Regions from separate parts of the Gossypium arboreum genome. Here region 2 is linked to region 1. A link is a contact called in public Hi-C data. All regions are on one chromosome and are shown on one strand. The core of a region is the stretch at or near the end of the contact, and the rest is flanking DNA. Distances in the headings are between cores, read along the strand shown.

Evidence for each region. Hi-C and Micro-C count contacts between places; a contact is called where the count stands out from the background.
Region 2: a contact with region 1 is called in a Hi-C map of leaf, with 4 times the contacts expected there. The contact joins the promoter of LOC108489302 here to the promoter of LOC108487148 in region 1. A contact is called at or near these places in 4 of 5 Hi-C or Micro-C datasets (all in leaf).

Annotation. Positions count from the first base shown.
Region 1 is chr10:45,218,450-45,224,283 of ASM2569848v2, reverse strand. It overlaps LOC108487148, which reads right to left and starts at 4,414. Exons shown (of 6, transcript XM_017791406.2): 1 at 3,535-4,414; 2 at 2,709-3,149; 3 at 2,086-2,599; 4 at 484-1,655; 5 at 209-370; 6 at 1-93. The coding sequence starts at 4,066. The coding sequence ends at 56.
Region 2 is chr10:45,362,771-45,368,174 of ASM2569848v2, reverse strand. LOC108489302 reads right to left here and starts at 3,200. Exons shown (of 4, transcript XM_017793746.2): 1 at 2,695-3,200; 2 at 1,438-2,359. The coding sequence starts at 1,515.

The DNA.
Region 1 (5,834 bases), core at 3,165-5,664:
GAAAAGATTTGATCACAGAAATCCCCAAATTCCAGTTCCACATAAAGCCCACAACTCATTTCGGCTGAGGAGAAATTGAATGATCTTCTAATTCTGCAAAGGAAATCATATAGAAGTTACTATTAGTCATTAACTATACAACTCTACTGATGTTAAGTTATTTTTTTGTGAATAGTGACATTACCATTAATTTCAAGCCACTGCTTACCACTTGATCTTTCAAGTTTATTTGCTTCTTCTGCATCCGATCTTTTATTTGGTGAGAGTCCTTCAGCATTATCAAAGTTCAGAAAACGTTTTCTCTTTGATTCCTGGCCATCATTTACAGAAACTTTGGAGTCCTCTTTTGAAACCAACACTCCTTCATCCCCTGCATTTTTATATCATTCAGAATGGAAGTAAGCAGCTTGATACAATCTCCAGTATTTCCTACTTTTATGCCAAAAAGTGAACATTTATTCACACTAACCAAATAGTATCAACCTTCAGCAGACTTTGACCTAGAGCGCCTTCTTGGTCTTGAATCATTGTCTTCAGAACTTCTAGGAGAAGATCTTCTTCCTCTAGGAGGCCTATCTTCAGCTGATAAAAAATGTTTTTCCGCACAGCATTCTGATCTTTCATCTGTTTTATCAATGGAAAGTTGCTTGAATTCAGTAGACTTTGACCTAGGGCGCCTTCGGTGTTTTGATTTTTTCTCATCTGAATTTCTGGGGGGCAGCCTGCTTCCTTTGGGATGCTTGCGGTCAGCAGATCTTGACCTCGATTGCCATCTATCCCGATGTTTAGACTTCTTATCTCTACTTCTACCACTCCTCTCTTTGGCATACTGCCTACCTTCAGTAGATATAGACCGAGATCGCCTTCTATGACTATGTTTCAACTCATCATTTATTGTTTCATCAATTTTACCGTGGGGGCGAACCTTGCATTCCGGAGAAGCTGACAAGGTCTGCCGTCTGTGTTTTGATTTGTTATCACCCGAACTTGCAGAAGACCTGCTTCTTCTTCGATGCTTACCCTCTGAAGATAATGACCTGGAGCGCCTTCTGCTGTGGTGCTTTGATTTTTTATCCTTTTTGTTATCAGAATCGACAGATTTTGACCTAGAGCGCTTTCTGCATTTTGATTTTCTTTCATCATCCTTTGGAGATGACCTTCTTCTACGATGCCTTGGTGATCTCGAACCAGGACGGGATGATCTCCTCACCTTTGGTGAACTTTCTTGGCTATGTTTTGGGGAGTCTGAATCTACAGCAAGTGATTTTCTTGTTTGAGGACTCATACTCATAGTCCTACTCCTATTTCTCCTCAAAATATAAGAACAAGGATCATGTGATCTGTCCAGATCTCTTCTCCTACTCCTATCATTGTCATTTCGACCTCTATATGACAGTCTTTCACTATCATACCTTGAACAATGATGAGACCGCTCAGGTGATCTGGACCTACAGTCTCGCCGGAAACGAGGTGGAGGTGAATAAGAGCAAGACCTCCTCCTTTGCCTATAGCTGATTGGTGATCTTGACATGGACCTTGACCTTCGCCTATAACTGATTGGTGATCTAGACTTTGACCTTGACTGTCTTCGATAACTAAGGGGTGACTTTGATTTGGATCTTGATCTTGACCTTGCACGGGAAGTAGATGGTGACCTGTAAGTAATGATTTAGAAGCCTTTAACATAGAGACAAAAAAGGGAAAAACAGTGATCTCCTTTGGTTCCTATAAGTAAAAGCATCTTCTGGAAAGACATAATCAAAGATCTGACAACAAAAAGAGAATCATTACAAATAGATACCTCTTCTACTGTTCTGCTCCTAATTAAATAGTGAATCATAAACATTATTTGTTGAAAAAAGTGCTGCTGCTGCAGTCTATCATACCACAATAAACTAAAGGAGCAAACATAGGGGTTCTACTTATCATAACAAATAGCGGAACTCTGCTTGCATTCCTTATGTAGCTCAATAAGTAACTTCATTCTTTAACAATATTGAAGCATACGGACCTAACCAAAAAGTAAGCCTTACTTAACAAAACATGTATGTAAGGAAGTACATTTGTCCTGATGAGGACACATACCTAGATTCACTCTTGATTTCCTTCTCTTCATTAACAAGTCCATCAGCTTTTAGCTTCTTACTTATTTCGGCAGCTCTTGCTGCAGCTAACTCTGTTGCAGACTTCATGCTTGCAGCTCGATTAGCTGCCTGCTGAGCAGTCAAGGTTTGTTGCATAAGCAAAGCCTGTTGGAATTGCATCTGTTGCATGGCAACAGCTTGCTGCATCATCATAGGCAGAGACGATGATGTCAATGATGAAATAGCTGGTTTCTGAGGAAGCGTTTTAGCCATCTCCACATTTAATGGTCGACCACCAATATCCATATTGTTTAATGCCAAAGCAGCCATTGCTTCCTCAGGTTTTGAGTATTCTATATAAGCAAAATGTTTTGAATCAGTGATTGTACACTCGACAACAGAACCACAGAAGCTAAAAAGCTGTTTCAACTGCTCAGCTGTGAGAAGTGGGCTAAGATTGCTAACTTGTAGGGTTTTCTTCAATGCATCAGCCTTCCCAGCTTTGTCAGGAGAATCTGACATGCAGCAGACAACCGTTAGCTTGAGCCCAACAAAATAAATAGAACTTGGGAAATAAATTAACAAAGAAACAGACAGTTCAAAATACGATAGAGTAAAAAGTACCAGATGAATCCTTAATTGACTGAGCTTGTGCTTGAACCTGAGCTGAATGAGCTTGAAGGGCCTGAGCAGCAACAATAGTCTGAGCTGCAGCCATTGCAGCCGCTGAAGGTGCCATAGGTACCTGACTAAGAGTTCCCATGCTGGTTGTTGCAGCCAAAGCAGTCATCAGCAAATTGTGAGGAGGATGGTTCAATTTGCAATCAGTTTTAGCACAACGGCCATTGAGGTATTCTCGACAAACTTCACCAAGAGATGCCCCCATTCCAGGCAATATAGCACCACCTGAAGCACCAGAAATAATGCCTGGGATCATTCCCAACAAGCCAGGGAAAGCTCCAGAAACAGAACCTGTATAATTTGGCATGTTGGGCATGGTTTGGTTTACTAGATTTGGATATGTGGATGCAGGAGCCACCCCTAGTAGTCCTCCGGTAGACTTACCTGCATAACAAAAATTCAACATCTATGCCCTGAGCACTACAGACTGCAACCAAGAACCACGCTTAAAAGTGAAGCCAAAAGTAAGAACAAAGACTCAACAACAATTTTATATGGCCAGTGAGTGCAAAGTAATGAGAAGGTGAATATCATTGGGAACTTTTCAAATTCCTAATCGTGAGCCTTCTTCACCTAGAACAACAAAAATAATATACAAAAGACTGCATTTCATATTAGAAGCAAAAATTACTCTAAAGATTTGAATATTAAAAGATCCACGTATTATATAGACAATCAAATAGGGACAAGAAACATGCAAAGTCATGCATGGCAAGTGACAGCTAAACATGCAGTTAAAACCGAATAAACATAGTTTTAACGATGTTACCTGCACTGAAGAACACCGGGAATGGGCTACCCATGATGGGTTTCCCATTGCATTCAATGTTTACCATATAGTTCCCTCTCTTAGGCACCACATAAGTTACAGAGTAAGTCCCATCTCCCATATCCTTCACAATGCCATACTGTTCTGAGCCCCCAATACCCACACCTGGCGAAACCCTCACCTTAATCTGCGCACCCCCACTCTGTACTTTCCTTTCATCTGCATCTCTCGTTACCACCATAAACGTGGAGGCAGCACAGGCAGTGCCACCCGCTATTCCTGGCCCCGCGGCCATGCATTTAACGGGATCCACGGGACCAATTGGCTTGTTCACCAAGTCACCGGTGTCCTCGGATTCACTATCCGATGAAGCAGCCACCACATCCTTGTTACGGTTCTTATCAACATCCTTGAATGTGGCTTCGAAAGCTGCTTTAGCAGCAGCAGCTTTTTCAGCCTCAGTTTTTTGCTTGGCTTCCTCGGCTTGTTTCATCCATATAGGCTTTGAAGCGGTCGTGTTTCTATCCGCCATCAATTTAAAAACACCTAAATTGCTAGAACAATCAAATAAGCAATAATGCAAATGTCAACAACAAATAAAACAACGATATTTGAGGAAAAAATCCATCCAATGTGCGCCGGTAAACCTAGCTGAAATTTCAGAACTAGAATACTATTAAAGTCCCAATTTACTAATGCAAATGAAACAAAAACTAACCAATTAGCCCACGCAAAACCTCAAAATCAAAGCTAAATAATTTTTTTTTAGAAAAAGGAAAAGTAGGTTTGATATGACGCTTTTTCGATTTGACTGTTCATAACTTCTGGGGTCCGTTAGACTTTGTTTGGTTACCAGGAAATGGAAAGAATTTTCTTAAAAAGGAAAAACAAAAAATGGAAACGCCTTACCGGGTAATTTTGTTTGTATCAGAATTGGAACTGGGCCGTGTCGGGCCGAGTACAGGCCAAGTATGCCAAACTTTAGATTCATTTACTGGGTTTGGATTCAACTCAAAAAATATACTTAACATTTTATTCAAATTCGATCAAGATAAAAAATGTTAAATCCGAGCTCAATCTATTTGTATTAATTTTTTCTATATTATTTTATATATAAAATAAATTTAAAATATATAATACATTAAATACACTAAAAACATTAAATAATGTTAAGATAGTTACAACTTGCAAGTAAATACATTTAAAATAGTAACAAAATTAATAATAAAACAATAATTATAAAATATCTAAATAATAACAACAAAATAATAGCAGTATAATAGCAAAATAACAGCAAAATAATAACAAAATGACAGTAAAACAAAAGTAGAAAAAAATTAAGCAAACTCGAGTCGGGCCGAGTCAGGTCTAGACCAAAAATCTTACTTGAGGCTTGCCCCATTTAGAAAATAGGCCTTATTTTTTATTCAAGTCTATTTTTTGAACCTATATTTTTACTCACTTTTCGAGCGAGTAATCCAGCCTATGATCAAGTCACACTATATAATGTTCCAAGTTCAAGTCTCACTATATGTTTTAAGATTAAAGATTAAAGATGTTCTAAGTTCAACTCTCACTATACATTGTATTTTATTGATTTTAATATCTTTATAAAAGTATTATCATAATTATATAATTTACTTGTATAAATAATGTTTTCTAGTCATTTCCCAAATCAGTTAAGAAAATATCTAAAGTCCCTTTTAAAAAGTTATTAATTTTAATTTTACGTGTTTAATTTTTAATTAATTTTTATATTTTATTTAATTTCTAGAATTAGTGTAAATTAATATTCATTATTCGAATGATTAAATATAATTGAAATATATTAACTTATTTAACAAGTCAAATATTATTATAATAAAAACCAAATCATAATTAATACATGATTAATATATTCAATATATGATATAATTTTACTTCTTAAAAGTAAAATAAGCAGCATTGCTCGAAATAATAACTAATTAACTAATTAACTTATATCAATTATTTTAATAATTCAAATATAGTGCTAATAAAAATTAATATACTATAAATTAAACTCTTCACTATTTATAAATAATATAAATATAATATTTAGGTTATATTATAAAACTATATTATTTATAAAGTTTTATATATGAAATATATAATTATTTATTAAAACATAATGTAATTTTTTTTATATATGAAAACTATAGAATGCCACTCGATGTTTTGATTTTTCTACATGATAATGTTAAGCGAAAAGCTAGAATAAGAAAACAATCTAAATATAAAATAATTTAATATAAATTTTGAATATTAAATCTTTTAATAAT
Region 2 (5,404 bases), core at 1,951-4,450, 150 kb before region 1:
AAATGCAATAAAAAGAGAAGGAAAAAAAAAATATATTGAATATGGAAGAGAGGCAAAAAGAGTCACACGTACACGAATTAACATTAATACTTCATTAAACAATCACCTTCAAGCGTAGCTAATTTCATGCAAACATGATCACAACTAGCATTAGCAAAATTAAAAAATAAATTTAAAAGAAAAAGAATAACTCGTTGAATGTGAGTAAAAGAAAGTCAGAGCCCTTTGATCTCCTTGTTCTTAAATTAAGTCAAATTAAGCAAAAATCTGTACCTTTAACTAGCATTCAACACTCAACCAGAAAGCTCTTGGATTAATTATTAAAACTGCATAGCCAGTGACTTTTGGACATCCAAGTGTCTTAGACAGAAGACATAACCTACCTAATGAAGTTTCAAACAGATGGAACTAAATACTACATCATATTGAAACAAGAAATACAACTTGTTTCTTCTGGCTTATTTAAAGCACTTCCTTCAATTTCATACACTTAAATGAGCTAATTAGTTCACTCTCAATCTGACTAGCAAAAGCTGCAAAAAACTAACTCTATATCTTCCAGTTCAAATCACTTGATCTGAACAGGCCATATTTCTCAACTCCATTGGTGCCACATTAATTTGTCATAGCCAAGTTTCTTATGCAAAAAAAATATATTTAGTCCAAACACACACGGGTTATCCCAATATTCTAACAGATATTAACAAAGTCAAAACTTGGGAACAAACTGCTTCTTCAAGATATTGTAAAACAGGCATCAAAATAAGTAATCCATTCTTAACAAATTAGTAATTTAAAACCCAAGCCAATAGGACCAGCCTGTGTCTACACAAAACTCTGTCACTTATTACAGGGTGGAACAAGAATATAACATATGTAATAACAGAGGGAAAAGGTAACAAATTAAGAAAGAATAATTGTTGAAAAAAAAAGTAATCTTCAGGAACAAACATGAACCTTCCTTCACATATGATTCCTAGAACAAGTCCAACATCATCCGTTGGAGTTTTGTGCACAGTAGATTAAGAAGGAACCACCTAGTGATGCAATATCCTTAAGTGATGCAAAATTCCAAAATCCTAAGTCAGATTCCAACACCATAACAATAACTGAAAATAAAGCTATGAAAAGGGTTCATTCACTCATAAACATCACAAATAGTGCTTAATGGTGAGTACCTAAATTAGGCACCAGAAGCACTGTTCTATCGCTTCAAATAAGCTCCCGTTCTGCTATTCATTCCTAGATTATTAAGATCTTATCTTTCAGAATATACAAGCTACCAGTCTTAACCACTAAATCACATAAGTGCTTCATTAAGCAAGCCATGGCATTTTTCTTGAATCCTCAATAAAAGCAATCACAAAATATTATGAATACATAAAGTATAGTTTGAGTCAAGCAAAATGTTACAGAACATAAGTAAACGGTGTTAACCTTTTTTAGAAAGTCTGCATCATCGGTCCTAGCCTTCTTTTCATATCCTGGTGGTGGGAAGGGAAAGCAACGCGACATTTCACAGAAGTTCAGAAACCAATACACGGATGCCTTCCGAAAGCCAAAGCACTTGAATTATCTTCCAGAAGCAATGTTCCAGAAAGGGAACAACCAGAAACTATGCTCCGTATCCCTGCACACATTTCCAGCTTCAATGTTCCTCCATGAGTCCTATCACTCTTAACAGCTCAAAAAGTTCCTAAAACCCACCACGCCCCTTAATCACTCTAACCTCAAAGGTAACCCCAAGTCAACTACCAACCACTAAAGAAATCACTTCAACTGCAAAAAATGCCACTGCAAGTCCAGGATCACTTACTAAACCCTACAATAATCTTACACTAAGCTACTTCAACAATGCCCGAAATAGAAAGCTAACTTCAAGAAATGCTCTTTTGATCAAGAATTCTAGCTCCAAAGTTATGTTAAACCAAACGGTTTTCTTAGAAACAAAAATGGTCCAGTACAATCTGACCTTCTATGGTGTCTTCCCGGATAATAAGGAATCATCACCTCCTCCTTCCAATAATAATCCAATACCAAAACCATCCCCCAATTGTGATCAAACACATAAAAATACTGAAAACCCTAACACACTTTTGTCTAAAACAGGTAAAAATATTCAAGCTTGTCTAATCACTGTATACACAATTCCATAAGAAAGCAATCTTCTTCCATGCCCAAAAGCCTAGCAATCACCATTTTTCTTAAGCAATCTGTTCAAAAACCAAAGTTTGAGGCAAATAACTCTTCAATCCGACAACCCAAATACTGGAGCTTGAGCCCATTTCTACTCTGATCGGAACCCTAATCAGTTCCCAATTTAGGAAATTTCCCCAATCTGTTGATCCGCATGAAAACCCTAAAAAAGAAAACCCATGAAACAAAAACTTCTACTGAGTAAAAAATTAAGTACCCATTAAGAAGCAAAAATCATGGAAACCCAAATTTTATCCAACAACGATTAAACAAAAAGAAATCTCGAAAAAACAAGAAAATTTATAAAAAAGGAAACACTTTTGCTCCGAGAACCTTAGGGTAAATGGGTATCGATCAAAAAGCGAAAAGGAAAGATTTGATTCAAAACGTAAATTCTGTTTTGTTTGTTTTTTTTTCAGAAAAGGAGAGAAAAACCAACTTTTGAAAAACAAAAACAACATTGAAATACTGAAGATAAATGGGAAGATTAATAATTACCTTGCCCGCAACAAAGTGGGCATTGTAGAAAGGAAGAATAAATAGATCCTTGTTGGTTTGTTTGTTTGTTTGTCAGATTAATAAAAGATTAGATTATAGAAATATAGAGTTAAAAGGAAATAGATAGATAGAAAGAAGAAGTAAGCAAAGTTTTATATCAGTTTCAATCTTGTTTTGCAGTCATATGATTAATATTGTTTTAGGTTTTTTGAAGGGGTCTGGGTATATTTAAGAAAGATATGGATGGAAAGACCAAAAGAGAGAGAATGAGAAAAGCTTGTTTTGCAACAACAAGGCCCTTACTATGATTTCGTTCGGAAGTTACACGCGAGAGAGAGAGAAAATATATATACATAAAATGAGAAAAGAAAATTAAAAACCAAACAAAGAGAAGAGAAGAGAAGGGAAGGTAAGGGAAGGGGAAAAAAAAGAGAAAAGAAAAAGATAGGAAAAGGAAAATATATAGAGTTAGAGGCCGATAAAAGGCCCAAATCGATTGTTAGACGCTTACAAGTTAAAGATTACATTAGATTACACTCGCTTAGAATACTACCGTTTAGTTTGTATTGATTGAGTATGATGATAAATATAATTTTTTTAAAATAAAAATTATATTTATGTTTATCACGTGAAGTTTTAAGAGATTTTTATAGTATAAAGGTATTAACTTGATTGATGCAATATAAATTTAATGATCAATTAAATTCAAAAAATTAAGCATTACAAATAAATAAATTTAAGAAACAAATTATATATTATCACTTTCTAATCATAAATTATAAAATAAATATAAGATGTAAAATTTAAAAAAAAACCTGTGTTTTGTACGTAATATGGTGTACTCTTTTATGGGAAAGATTTCATCTCACCATCAATGATAGTAGATACTGCAAATGAGATTTATTCATTTTGGATTTGCGTTTTTTATTATTATTAATTTAGATATTTTAAGCAGTGAATTTGGAATATATTCATTTTATTTTTATGTTTGAATTTATTTCTTGAATCTTTTATTATTATAAATAATGGGTTCGAATTTGGTTATTTGATTTTATTTTTATGTCTAACTTATTTACTTGTTAAATTGGAATATTTGAGGATAATATTGTTGAATCTAAATTTGGATTGGAGATTGTAATACTAAGTCTAGTCACTTTTTTTTTTTTAATGGAGGTGGAATGTAGAGTGGATGGTTTCAGTAATCATTAACTTTCTTTTAAATTACTATTTTACTGTTAATACAATATCCATCAGTATATTAAAATTATAAGAAGAAATTATACATGCCTCTAAATCTACATAAAAGATATTTTTTTGGTAAATTACAATATTTTTTAGTAAATTACAATAATAAGGTAAAATTTAAATAATCACGCAATTAACACGACTCAAACCTAAGTCACATTTAGGGTAGTGAATATTCTTAACTATCAAATCATCATATGAAATTCATAAAAGTGTAACTTTTGCACTTAAAATTTAAAGTCATTTTTTTGTTTTAAAAAGTAAAATTTTGATATCAATTATAATTTATGATTTAATTAATCTCAACAATAATAATTTTTAGTTAATGGCACTCATCAATTGAATCCAGATCTATTTGTAAAATTAAAAAATATATATACTATGAGGATATATCTATCATTTTATATTTTAGGTAAAATCTAAAAAATATACAACATGTTTGATTTATACTTAAAACACAATTTTAATATATTAACTTTATCATTTCAACCTATACTCTATTTATTTGTTACATTAAATTTTAATAAGTATTTATTATATAAATATTATTCACTTACATAGTGTATATGTTATAATCTAATAACAATAATCTCATCAAGTGAATAAATTAAAATAATGTTTTACATAATGTCATTACTTTGCAATATATTTTTCAATTCACTTAAATATTATTGACTTAAAAAATTAATTACATATTTAAAGAATTTTTAATAATATTTAAATAATTATTACGTTAATGAAATATTATATTGTTGATATGAAATTCAATTGAGATAAAAGATAGTTCATATTATAGTTGAGAGTCATTGTTAATATATAAATGGGGAGATTAGGGATGTGATCTTTTGAAACTTTTCTTGTTATTGATGGAGGAAGTTTATATAAACGAGTTGAAGTTTAATCAGAGCCTCGTCAAATGAATACGTATTAAATAAAGATTCATGAAGACCTTAAATAATGTGTAATTAAATATGATAAAATGATTATATTCTAACCTAATAAGTTGGTGTTGGAATCAAAGGATCTTACTAATTTAACATGAGCCTTAAAAATATTTTTTTAGGATTTGGAAGAGCCTCTTTGCTTGAGTAATTATCTTGGAAAATCTCTTTTAGTGAGGGCGAAGTTTTCTCAAATGATTTATGAAGAATAGGTGGTTTGAATCAACATATATTTTGTTGTATAGTTTATATAAAAAATAATAATTGTAAACTACACTTGTAATCATTCTAAAATAGAATCTATCTTATTTTAGTCACTTTAATTTTTTTTTCAATTTAATCACTCTAAATAAAATAACAATGAGAATTAATCATTGTTGTTAAATTTCTATTTTCTTTTAACAGATTGCTAATGTGGCATATTGGCACATTGAGTGATTGTCACGTGACATTTTTTATTGACTTTTGACTAAAGTTTAGGGACTTCCCTATAATTAACCCAAAACTTTTTTCCCTCTAAACTT